2 separate regions of the Mus musculus genome follow, and region 2 is linked to region 1. The links are chromatin contacts, called in public HiChIP or PLAC-seq maps. All regions are on one chromosome and are shown on one strand. Each heading gives the region's core, a stretch centred on a gene start, on an enhancer-like site or on the middle of the called end of the contact. The rest is flanking DNA. Distances are from core to core; before and after follow the strand shown. Region 1 has its middle 19 kb from the start of Sp5. Region 2 overlaps Myo3b (myosin IIIB).

The links. HiChIP or PLAC-seq counts read pairs in DNA pulled down with a chosen protein or histone mark.
Region 2: a contact with region 1 is called in an H3K27ac HiChIP or PLAC-seq map of embryonic stem cells, with 2.1 times the contacts expected there. The contact joins two enhancer-like sites. A contact is called at or near these places in 7 of 39 promoter capture datasets (the HPC-7 cell line, cranial neural crest, embryonic stem cells and 4 more), 3 of 484 Hi-C or Micro-C datasets (all in embryonic stem cells), 5 of 115 datasets of contacts at active chromatin or transcription factors (embryonic basal ganglia and embryonic stem cells) and 1 of 9 other capture datasets (embryonic stem cells).

Annotation. Positions count from the first base shown.
Region 1 is chr2:70,453,233-70,458,423 of GRCm38.p6, reverse strand. No RefSeq gene overlaps it. Among named protein-coding and RNA genes, the nearest start is that of Sp5, 19 kb to the left of the region's middle. Within about 2 kb of position 2,238, at least 20 of the 459 cell types and tissues checked have an H3K27ac peak or open chromatin away from gene starts, as enhancers often do. A contact at or near this core is called in embryonic stem cells, where this site is marked.
Region 2 is chr2:70,276,963-70,281,780 of GRCm38.p6, reverse strand. It overlaps Myo3b (myosin IIIB), which reads right to left. Exons shown (of 35, transcript NM_177376.4): 24 at 549-628. Among named protein-coding and RNA genes, the nearest start is that of Sp5, 200 kb to the left of the region's middle. Within about 2 kb of position 3,155, at least 7 of the 459 cell types and tissues checked have an H3K27ac peak or open chromatin away from gene starts, as enhancers often do. A contact at or near this core is called in embryonic stem cells, where this site is marked.

The DNA.
Region 1 (5,191 bases), core at 989-3,488:
TGCTATTAACCACCAAGCCATCTCTTTAGCCCCTAAAGACAGTTTTGTTTTGTTTTTTATTAGCGTGTGAAGAATCAAGTCCAATTATGGAATTTTTCAAACAACTTTGGAGGACAGTTATTTTAGGCACAGTGGTAACCTCTGTTCCTCCTTTGGGTGGGGTGGGATTTTAAGATGCAGAAAGCCTTAATTTTCTTGACATTTTAGTGCTGCCAGATCTCAGCGTTTTATAAAATGTTTTAGACAAATGTGTTGTGGGCTGAGGCAAAGCAGAACTCCAACCTGGGATCTCAGGGGGACTCAAGGCTGCTTCTTCCCCTTAAAGCTCATTCATTTGCCTCCTGGGGTGAAGGCGCTGTGGTTGGTTGTAGTCTTCACTTCCAAAGAGCCTTTGTCACGTGGGTGATGCCCTGGTCTCCCATCCCAGGACCAAGCCAGGCTTTCTATGTCATCTGTAAGAGTGACTTCATCAACCTTCAGACTCCGGAGGACTTAGGAATACAACAAGGTAGATGTAAATAGAAGAGGAAGAACCAAATACATGTCTGTGTACTTTTACTTTCTTCCTGCGAGATTCACTCTCTCTCCTCTCTGTATAACACCCACCGTGAGCTATGTTTTCTGAAAGCAGGGTAACTATGGAGTTTCTTTAAAACATTTCTGGGGGCAGGAGCTGAGGACCGAACCTCAGGTCTAGTGCATGACACAGCAGCTTACATTCCTAGTTTGGATTCCAGAAGAGCAAGTAACTCAGCCACTGTGCAACCGGAGAGGTGCGGCTGAGCAGTTCTGAGGGCTCTCCTTACCTCTCAGGGCCCAATTTCTGCGAAATAAGGACTGCGGCTTCTGCCTCTGTTTTTGTTTCTGGACTCTAAGGACACACTAGAGACGCTTTTTTTTTTTTTTTTTTCTTTCCTATGTTGCTTTCAGGAAGATTTTTTTTTTCTACTCAGTCTTTTTATAAAGACCAGTTTACACACACACACACACACACACACACACACACACACAAATGTACAATTAAATTTACTATTTTAACCATTTTAGTTTTTATTTCTCATTTTGTAAAATGGAAAGCTGTCTTCTCATTAAATATCTCTCCATCCCTTTCTGTCCCCAGCCCATGCCACCTACCGTTCTACTCTCTGGCCCTGTGGATTTAACACTTCATATCCACTGGGTGAGAAGAGGCATATGTACTTGTCCTTTTGTGCTGTCTCATTGCTCTTACTACAATGTCCTCAGGCTTCACCCTGTTGTAGAGGGAGGAGCAGTTGCCTCCCCTTTAAAGACCAGAGTAATGACCCTCAAACAAGAGAAGTAAGAGAAAGAAAAGAAACCCTCCTCGATCATAAATTTAAAGGGAGAAACAGGCCTTGAAGTCCAACCTAGTTTTAAATATGGACGTTGAGAGTCAGAGGAGGTAAGAGGGCCATGGCAGGCTACCTCAAAGCTTAGCAGGGCTCTCTGGGGCACACAGACTCTGTGTAAGGAGGGAGAGGGTGGGGTCTGCTGAGCATGATCCTGGACATAGAGGTTTAAAGAGCACTGGACAGAAGGAAAAATAGCCTGAGTAGTCCTGCATACACCTTGAGTGTAGGGACTGGGAAAGGGGCAGGCATGGGGTGCCTAACACTGAGAAGGAGCCTGGCATACAGACATGGGGGAGGACCTGCCATGGAAACTCAAGGATATGGAATGCCCAGGCTCAGAAAAGTGCTAGTAAACAAGACACGCAGCACCTCTGCCCCCCCCCCCCCCCGCGCGCGCGCTTCCCAGAAGCTCTGTGGGTGGCCCCAGGACAGAGAGGCGGCTCCCCTCTCACTAGTTTCTCAGGGAAATGGGAAACCTTCAGTCCTTCAGTAGCGATTTTCTTCCTTTTGGGGTTTTGGAGACCCAGATAAACCCCGAGCCAGCCGCCATGCATAAGCTGTTGATTATAGACCTGCTTTTAATCGGCGGCAATTAACAAGCCGCTTGAAACGTTGCTATGCACTGGGGGACAAGGTGTTAACACGTTTGGCACCCATCTGGAGGAAACCAGCCAGAATAGTTTGTCACAGGGTCAATCAGCATCGGTCAGCTGGGACGCAGGCATCCCCTGTTAAGGGGCTGTAGTTAAGGATGAAATCGCAAATCATGAAATAGGCCCTGGAAACTGGGCCCTTAGGTACTCATGGTCCTGGAGTATACCAGTGAGCGAAGGACTCAGAATTCTCGAGGCAACAGCAAGCTGTCCAAGCCAGTAAGCAATTCAAGACTGCGTGTTGCCCTGCTGGCTACTTCTGGCTTACATCAGCTCTCCCATGACTACGTGTCTGCTGTCCCGGCCCATCTCTCCAATCTTAGAGCTGTACAGTATGTGACATGTTGAAACTTTCCACTTCATTTAATGACTCTGAGCATCAAGCTGTTGGTGTGTCACTTGTTTCTTTTTATTGTTGTATAATATTCCACTGTGTGTACCCATCCTGGTTTATTTATTTACTCCTCAAAGGACATTTTGGTTGTAAAAGTTTGAGGTGATTTCAAATAATTTCGCTGTAAATATGGCGTACAAGTGTGTAACTACTTGATTCTCACTTCATTTTCGTGCAATGTCTTCTAGAATCCCAGTGAGAATCTTTGGTCTATGGGCTGGAAAGATGATTTGGTGGTTGAGTAAACTTTTTGTCCTTGCAGAGACCACGGTGGCTCACAACCACCCATCATTTTGGTTCTTTTCAGGCTCCAAGCATGTGGTGTAGAGACATACACGCAGGCAAACACTTATATGCATAAAATAAATAATAAGTAAAAAAGAAACATTTAACTTGAGAGAAAATGAAGAAAAGATAGGTCGTTTCTGAAAATCCCGACTATTTATGCACCCTCTGTGTGACTGGGCTCTGGGTAGGGGCTTGGAGTTGAAGTCTTGCCTTTGCCACTTGATCTCAAAGCCTCCCCATGCTGCAGGCAGCTCAATAACACCAGCCCTGACATTATTGTGAGCATGCAGTATAGATGTGCAGGTGTCAGCTTGAAGGTATAGCTTCCATGCTGGTGAGATGGCTCAGCAGGTAAAGGCACTTGCTGCCAAGCCTGAGACCAGAGTTTGCTCACTGGGATCACATGGTAGAAGGCAAGAACCAGCTCCTACAAGCTGTCCACTGATTTACACACACACACACACACACACACACACACACACACACACACACACACACACCCTACCACACACAAAATAAGTAAATGTAATTTAAAGAACAACCCTGTAGCTCTATAAAGTAGCACTGGCTATTACACTGCAAATCCAATATCATTCCTTCAGTCTAGTCAACTCCTGACTCCTCGGTGACCATTACAATGGACACTGGTCCGAGTGGAGGCTCATGACATTAATCTCAGCACTCAGGAGCAAGAGACAAGGGAGGTGGATCTCTGAGTTCAAGACCAGCCTAGTCTACAAAGCAAATTGTAGGACACCCAGGGATTTACAGAGAAACCTTGCCTTGGGGGAGGGGGGGGGAAGGACACTTTGGATCTTGCATGTCAGCCTTAATGAACTCCACAGTGATGCCCTGCTGTGGACTCTGTATGGGCTAAGGTCTGAGGTTGGGTAGCACTGCTTTCTGAGTACCTTCCCCTGGAAGTACTTGCCCTCCAGTGTGCTGTGAATCTCTCTAGCCTGCCCTTTCCTAGTCCACTTTCTGAGCATTAGAATGCCTCTCAGCCCATGTCTGTTTTGGAGTGTGGCCTTCTCAGAGGCAGGGACTGTGGGTCTTGTTTACCACGTATCTCTGGTACCTCACCTCTTGTTTGTCATTAGGGCTTCATTAAATGCATACGAGTCAAGATCCTGCTCATGGATATTAGCAAAGGGTTTACCACCCAGTTAGTTCCCCTAGAAGATCTAGGTCTGCTGTATGCAAGGTGATCTCTATTAAGGACGCCTCTGCCCAAGGGAGAACCCTGCATCAGACACTGATGACAGTTTCAAGGCCACCAGCTTCACTGGGGTGAACACTAGGAGGGAAACACAGCAGGCAGACCAAGGTAGCATGAGCTTCCAGCTGTAAGAGAGGAACTAGTCAGGACTTAAAGTTAGAAAAGACTAGTAAGTACTAGCTGCAAGTGATGTCTAAGTCCTAGCTGCAAGTGATGCAGATAGCCCACTAGCCCTGGGAATTGTTTATGATAAGATGTGGGAAACTATACCTGTGTTAGTTGCTGTCCTGCTACTGTAACACAACACCTGACACAAACAACTGATATGAGGTTAGGTTTATATTGGCTCACAGTTGAGGAAATAAAGTCTATATTATACCAGGACAGGCAAGGTGACTGGGAGCTCTAGCAGAGGGAGCTTGTAGTAGCTGCTTGCTGCATGGTGCCCACTGTACAGAGAGAGCTCAGCTGTAATCAGGGCGGGGCTTTATAACCTGGGACCAACTTTCTCCTCAAGGTTCTGCAATTACTCAAAGTATCACCATCAGCCAGGCACCAAGTCAAAGGCATGAGCTTGTTCAGGAATTCAGGCATAGATTCTGGCTCCAGATTGAGTCCCAGGTCTTCCACTTACTACTTGCTCTGTCTGTGACTGTTCACACCGTATACCTGTCTATGACTGTTCACACTGTACCTGTCTGTGATTGTTCACGCCGTCATACCCAGCTGTGACTGTTCACACCGTACCTGTCTGTGACTGTTCACACTGTACCTGTCTGTGCTTCTTTTCCTCATCCATAAAATGATGGGAACAGTGGTATTTACTCCTTGGGTAAAGAGAATTAAAATAGTTAATAAATACAAGGGGATTAGAATCGTGAACATAACGAGATCGTCCAGTGTTTAAGCATGGAGACACACAAATATGAGAGGGTTCTGCAAGATTCTGATGACAGGAAAGCACAGCTCTGCTGCATAATTGCTTCAAGTAAGGCTTCCTGAAGATTCTGCCTGCTATTTTAAAATCCCACGCTTGGGTAAGTATGCGGAGAACAGCAAAGCTGTGGCAGAGAGCTGTGGGATACCATGTAACCAGGCCTCTCAGGAGGGACCAGAAGTCACCACCATCTGATGTCTGCCTTGTGGCTGCATGAAAGGAAGTTGGGGGTATAAGTCCAGTTCCTGATGGGCAGGTGTTTAAGCCCAGAGCCATCCTTATAGTTGGCACCCTTGCTGAGGACTCCGCAGACAGGCGAGGATTAAG
Region 2 (4,818 bases), core at 1,906-4,405, 180 kb after region 1:
ATGTGAATCATGATTGACCACTGGTGACTGAAGCCATGAAAGCCGAACCACAGACAAATGGGGAGTGCTGTCTATACAATAGACTTCAGTCAGTTGTCCTTGCAGGCCTGTCTAAACCTCAGTTGGAAGGGCCAAACAGCTGGATATTATTTTATGGTTAGATATGTATGAACCCTCCTAACATGGCCCATGCATAACTCATTTTTACAGAACAAACAATGGTTTGGTTGTTTTTTGTTTGTTTGTTTCTCCTTGCTGACTCTGTCTGGTCTTTTACCTTCTGTGTTAGTCTCACAGGAAATTGTTTATCTTCTTTCTAGAAAGACTCTGTACATATGTCGTCACCCTCTACGTTAGGGTTGTTTTGTTTTGCTGACTATCAGGATTGCAAGAATACCATGATTCAAATTTCCTAAACTTTCAAAACCCCCTTGGTTTCCTCGAACACTACAGGTCACTTTTGCAAACAGGCAGATGGAGAGAAGCGTTGCTTGACTTGGTGTGGCATGGACTCCCAGCCCCATCCGTGGAACAAATCAACTGCTCACCTTGGCCCTCCCAGCACTGAAATGTGGAGGCAAAGATCTCGAGGATGCTGTGATCTTAGCTCTGGTTTGTGCCAAATTACCTGAGCAAAAAGACAAGAAAGAAACAAACAAACAAAAATACCTTAAACTGAAGGAAGAGTTAAGAAACCAACTTATGGATAATTTTCTCTTTCACATTCTTGTGTTTTTCTGAGTTTTCTAATTGATACCCTTAGAATTTTTTTTTAAATGCAAACTTTTCAGCTGACAAGATGGCTCAGTTTGCTGTCTGACAACCCCAAGTTCAATCCCTGGGTCCCACACTGGTGGAAGGAGAGAACTGACTACCACAAGGTATCTTTAGCCCTCCACATGCACACCACTGTATTGCTGTGCCTTCACACACACACACACACACACATGCACACACACACACACACACACACACCCCACATCACAAAGCTAAAACAGTTAAAAAGTTAATTCAAGTGGTTGAATATTGAAGACTTAGATATAAGATGTGAAATTACAAAATCCCTATAAGAAAAGTTTCAAAGCTTTTGGTCTCGACAATGAGTATGGTCTACTGACACAAGGTGACCATGCCTACATGTAAAAATCCAAACTCCAAGATGTTCCAAGAGGCAAAAGCTCTGAGCTCTGATAGGATGCCACTGTGGACCCTCCCTACCCCACCTTGAACTGTGCTCCATGCACAAAACTGTACTGCAATTCTACCCGAGACTGAGCCCAGGGCATTGCGCATGCCACGGGTCAGCTCTGCTGCTGAATTACATCCCAGCTATATAACATAAAAACTTACTGTGTACATTGTGCAAAATAGGACTGGAGGTAAAACTCGAAGATCCTGGATTGGATCCCCAGCATCACACATACACATACAACATATGTATACAGTATATAATATTAGATAATTATATATAATAATATAGTATTATAGTTATATGTATAGTATCTTATAAAAAGATAGTATGTGTGTAATGCTGGGGATATATATTTATGTATATTTATATGTATACATATATATGTATATCTATATATCTACAACACTTAGCATGCACAAAGCCCACAGCTCAATCTCTAGTATAATAATAGTATAGGTTTGTGCATGGAATAATAAATATTATTCTTGTAATATAACATACATAATAGATAAATGTTATATTATATAGTGTTAGATAATAATTATATATAATACAATATTATAATTATATATAATATATGGAGAGTGTGGTATGTATATATGTGTATGATGTGGGGGATCAAATATATATGTATTTGATATATAGTATGTGAGATGTATACATACACATGTGTGTATATGTGTAACATATATACACATAAATGTGTCTATATATGTATATAACCTAGATCATAAATTTATGTGTATATACATACTAATACTATACACATATATGCATATGGTAGAAATTGCCTCCAGGGACTTTAACACATATATGTGGAACCTAAATCTTGTGTTTAGACTTGGTTACATCTCCCAGACAGCTCATTATGCAGATGCAAATATTCTCAAATCAAAATCTAAGATTTTGAAAATCTGAAATCTGAAAGGCTTCTGCTCCCATCCATGTGGACAAGTGACCATCAGACACATTATTATCATTTACTGTGAACAACTCATGTAGGACTTAAAGCACAGCATCAGCATCAAAGGTGAGAGAAGAGATCTTCCCACCAGCTCTGTGAGCATCCATTAGTAAAAAGCAAGCGTGAACAGACATGGGCCAGCTCTGGGCCACGCGCACACGTTCCTGTGGCTGGCCACGCACATGCTTTCCTGTGGCTTACCTTTGAGGAGCCTCTCAGGCTCTCTCTTTCCTTCCTGATCTACCCTCCACCCTTTCTTCACCAACTCCAGTGTGTGAAGATATTTGTTTGCATTTTTACTTCCGGAGCTATTTTGTGCAACAGAAGGCAGACTTGTCAATGAAAGGAAAGGCTGCGACGTGTGCTTATGCAAGATGCCCAAGATTTCAAAGTTTTCATGAGTCTAGCACAGAGATGTCCAAATGTTTTCTCTGGTGATATCTTCAGAGGCTAAACTGTGATTAATAGCCTGCAAAGAACCCTTTGAAGGAGGATTGGTGACATCAAAGTCGTAATCCGGGGTGGCAGGAGCTTTATAATGAGTGGGAAGCATTTTAACACATTTCAAAGGATTTACAACACAAATAAACAATAGATCCCAGACACCAGGCCTGCTACACACACCTTCCAGAAACATAACCTATAAGAACTTTCCATTTTCATTTATATGTAAATACGGTTTTTCACACTCCTTTCAAATGGTAAGCATCCTTGGAGCTTCACCCCGACAGCACCTTCACACTGATCACCCCTTCTGACCCTGTGCTTCTGGGAAACTGTGATTACCAATGTTTCCTGGGTGGGGTGCGATCCTTGAGAAGAGGCAGTGATCCAATTGAGATTCTATGCAGGAATCTGAAGTAGGGCTTAAAGGCTCCCACCCCATTCTCCTGCTTCCTGCCTAACTGAAGGATTTTCACCTTCAGTTACCTCATAAGAATTGTCCCAAATGCGTGGCCATTGGTTTCTGTAATTCCACAGACTTCAGTGCCCTCTGCTGCCCCATCAGGCTGTCCGAGTTTGCTGCAGGGCACTGGCAGCCCAGAGCCAGCCCATGCCAACGTGAAAACTGCACCTTCCTGTCTGTCGATCCTACCAAAGGCCTGTGCTGAACCTGTCTCTGGTGCGGCTTTGTTTGAGGGAGTCTTCTATCCAAGTTAATGGCGGATGCTCCCTGGAAGGAACCTTTTTGAAGGTTCTCTCAGTTCTTTCACTGAAAGTATCAGCAAAGATTGATGAGAGAGAGAGTTCTATACACCCCACTTCCACATCTCCCTACACCCCACTTCCACATCTCCCTACACCCCACTTCTACAGCTCCCTACACCCCACTTCCACAGCTCCCTACACCCCACTTCCACCGCTCCCTATACCCCACTTCCACAGCTCCCTACACCCCACTTCCACAGCTCCCTACAGCCCACTTCCACAGTTCCCTATGCCCCACTTCCACAGCTCCCTACACCCCGCTTCCACAGCTCCCTACACCCCACTTCCTCAGCTCCCTTGCTGCTTTCACCTGCCTGGCCTGATGTTGGATGATCCCTACCTAATCCTAATGGAGAGTCTCACTTGGAATGACCTAACAGATTCAAACTTGATTTCTCAACTAATCTGACCTTGGTTCCTTCCTCCAAAGCTTTGGCCTTCCTTCCTGGCCAGAATCATAGTTTGTGCTGACACTGTGTGGGGAGCCCCCGGGGCAGACCTGTGCCTCTGTGAGGATTGCAATGACTTCAAATCTACTCACTGAAAGTTTCTAAGTCGGTTGCTAATAAAACATAAGGAGATAAATTCAGTAGTTGCGTAAAACATATTATAATATTTCATATGTTAGAAGATACTTACAATATCTTTCTATAACCATCTAAATCTGTAACAAGGACTTGTAGATTTGATACATGGAGGAAATTTAAAATAGCCACAGAATTTGGATAGCAGGAGCCCAAGGAGCAGAGAATGTGAACTATTAGATTTTGTCCTTGGTGGATTTTTTTTCTTTCTCCCTGGCATTTATCTATGACTTTAGGTATTGATATTAATAAATAGGCAGAGTGGGTGCACAAGTTCCCTGCCCATTTAGGCATCGCTAAATCCCTCATGAAGGGAGAATCGATGGTTATTTGGGAAGAAGTCATCATTTTGTGGAGTAAAGGAACAGAAAAGAAATAAGAAACCAGCCTGCCTGTGCCACACCTGCTCAACTGAAAGAAATGTAGAGAACTGTAACTCCTGCAGCGAGCCCGGAGGTGGAGACAGAAGAACCATCTGGAATCTCCTAGGCCACGTGGCTTGCAGGCTGTAGCATGGCGGAGGTAGGAGAGCCTGCCTTACCACGAGGGGCCGGAGAGTACTGGTTCATAAAAGCCATGCTCTGACTTCCACACATTTACCACGGCGAACACAGTCAGGCACACATCCGTCACACGAGCACTAACAGTAATGAGTGGATGAACTGGAAAGGAGGACAGACACAGAAAACTCAGTTTTCTGACCATACAACTTTATCTTTATGATACCTGTGGGAAATTCAGAATCCTAAAAAAAACAGCTTTGCTGGTTTTATACTGCTTTAGGATAACTTTTTTTCTTCAAATTGACTTATGTTATATGCATGAATATTTTGTCTGCATGAATGCTTGCTTGTTCATCATGTGCACAC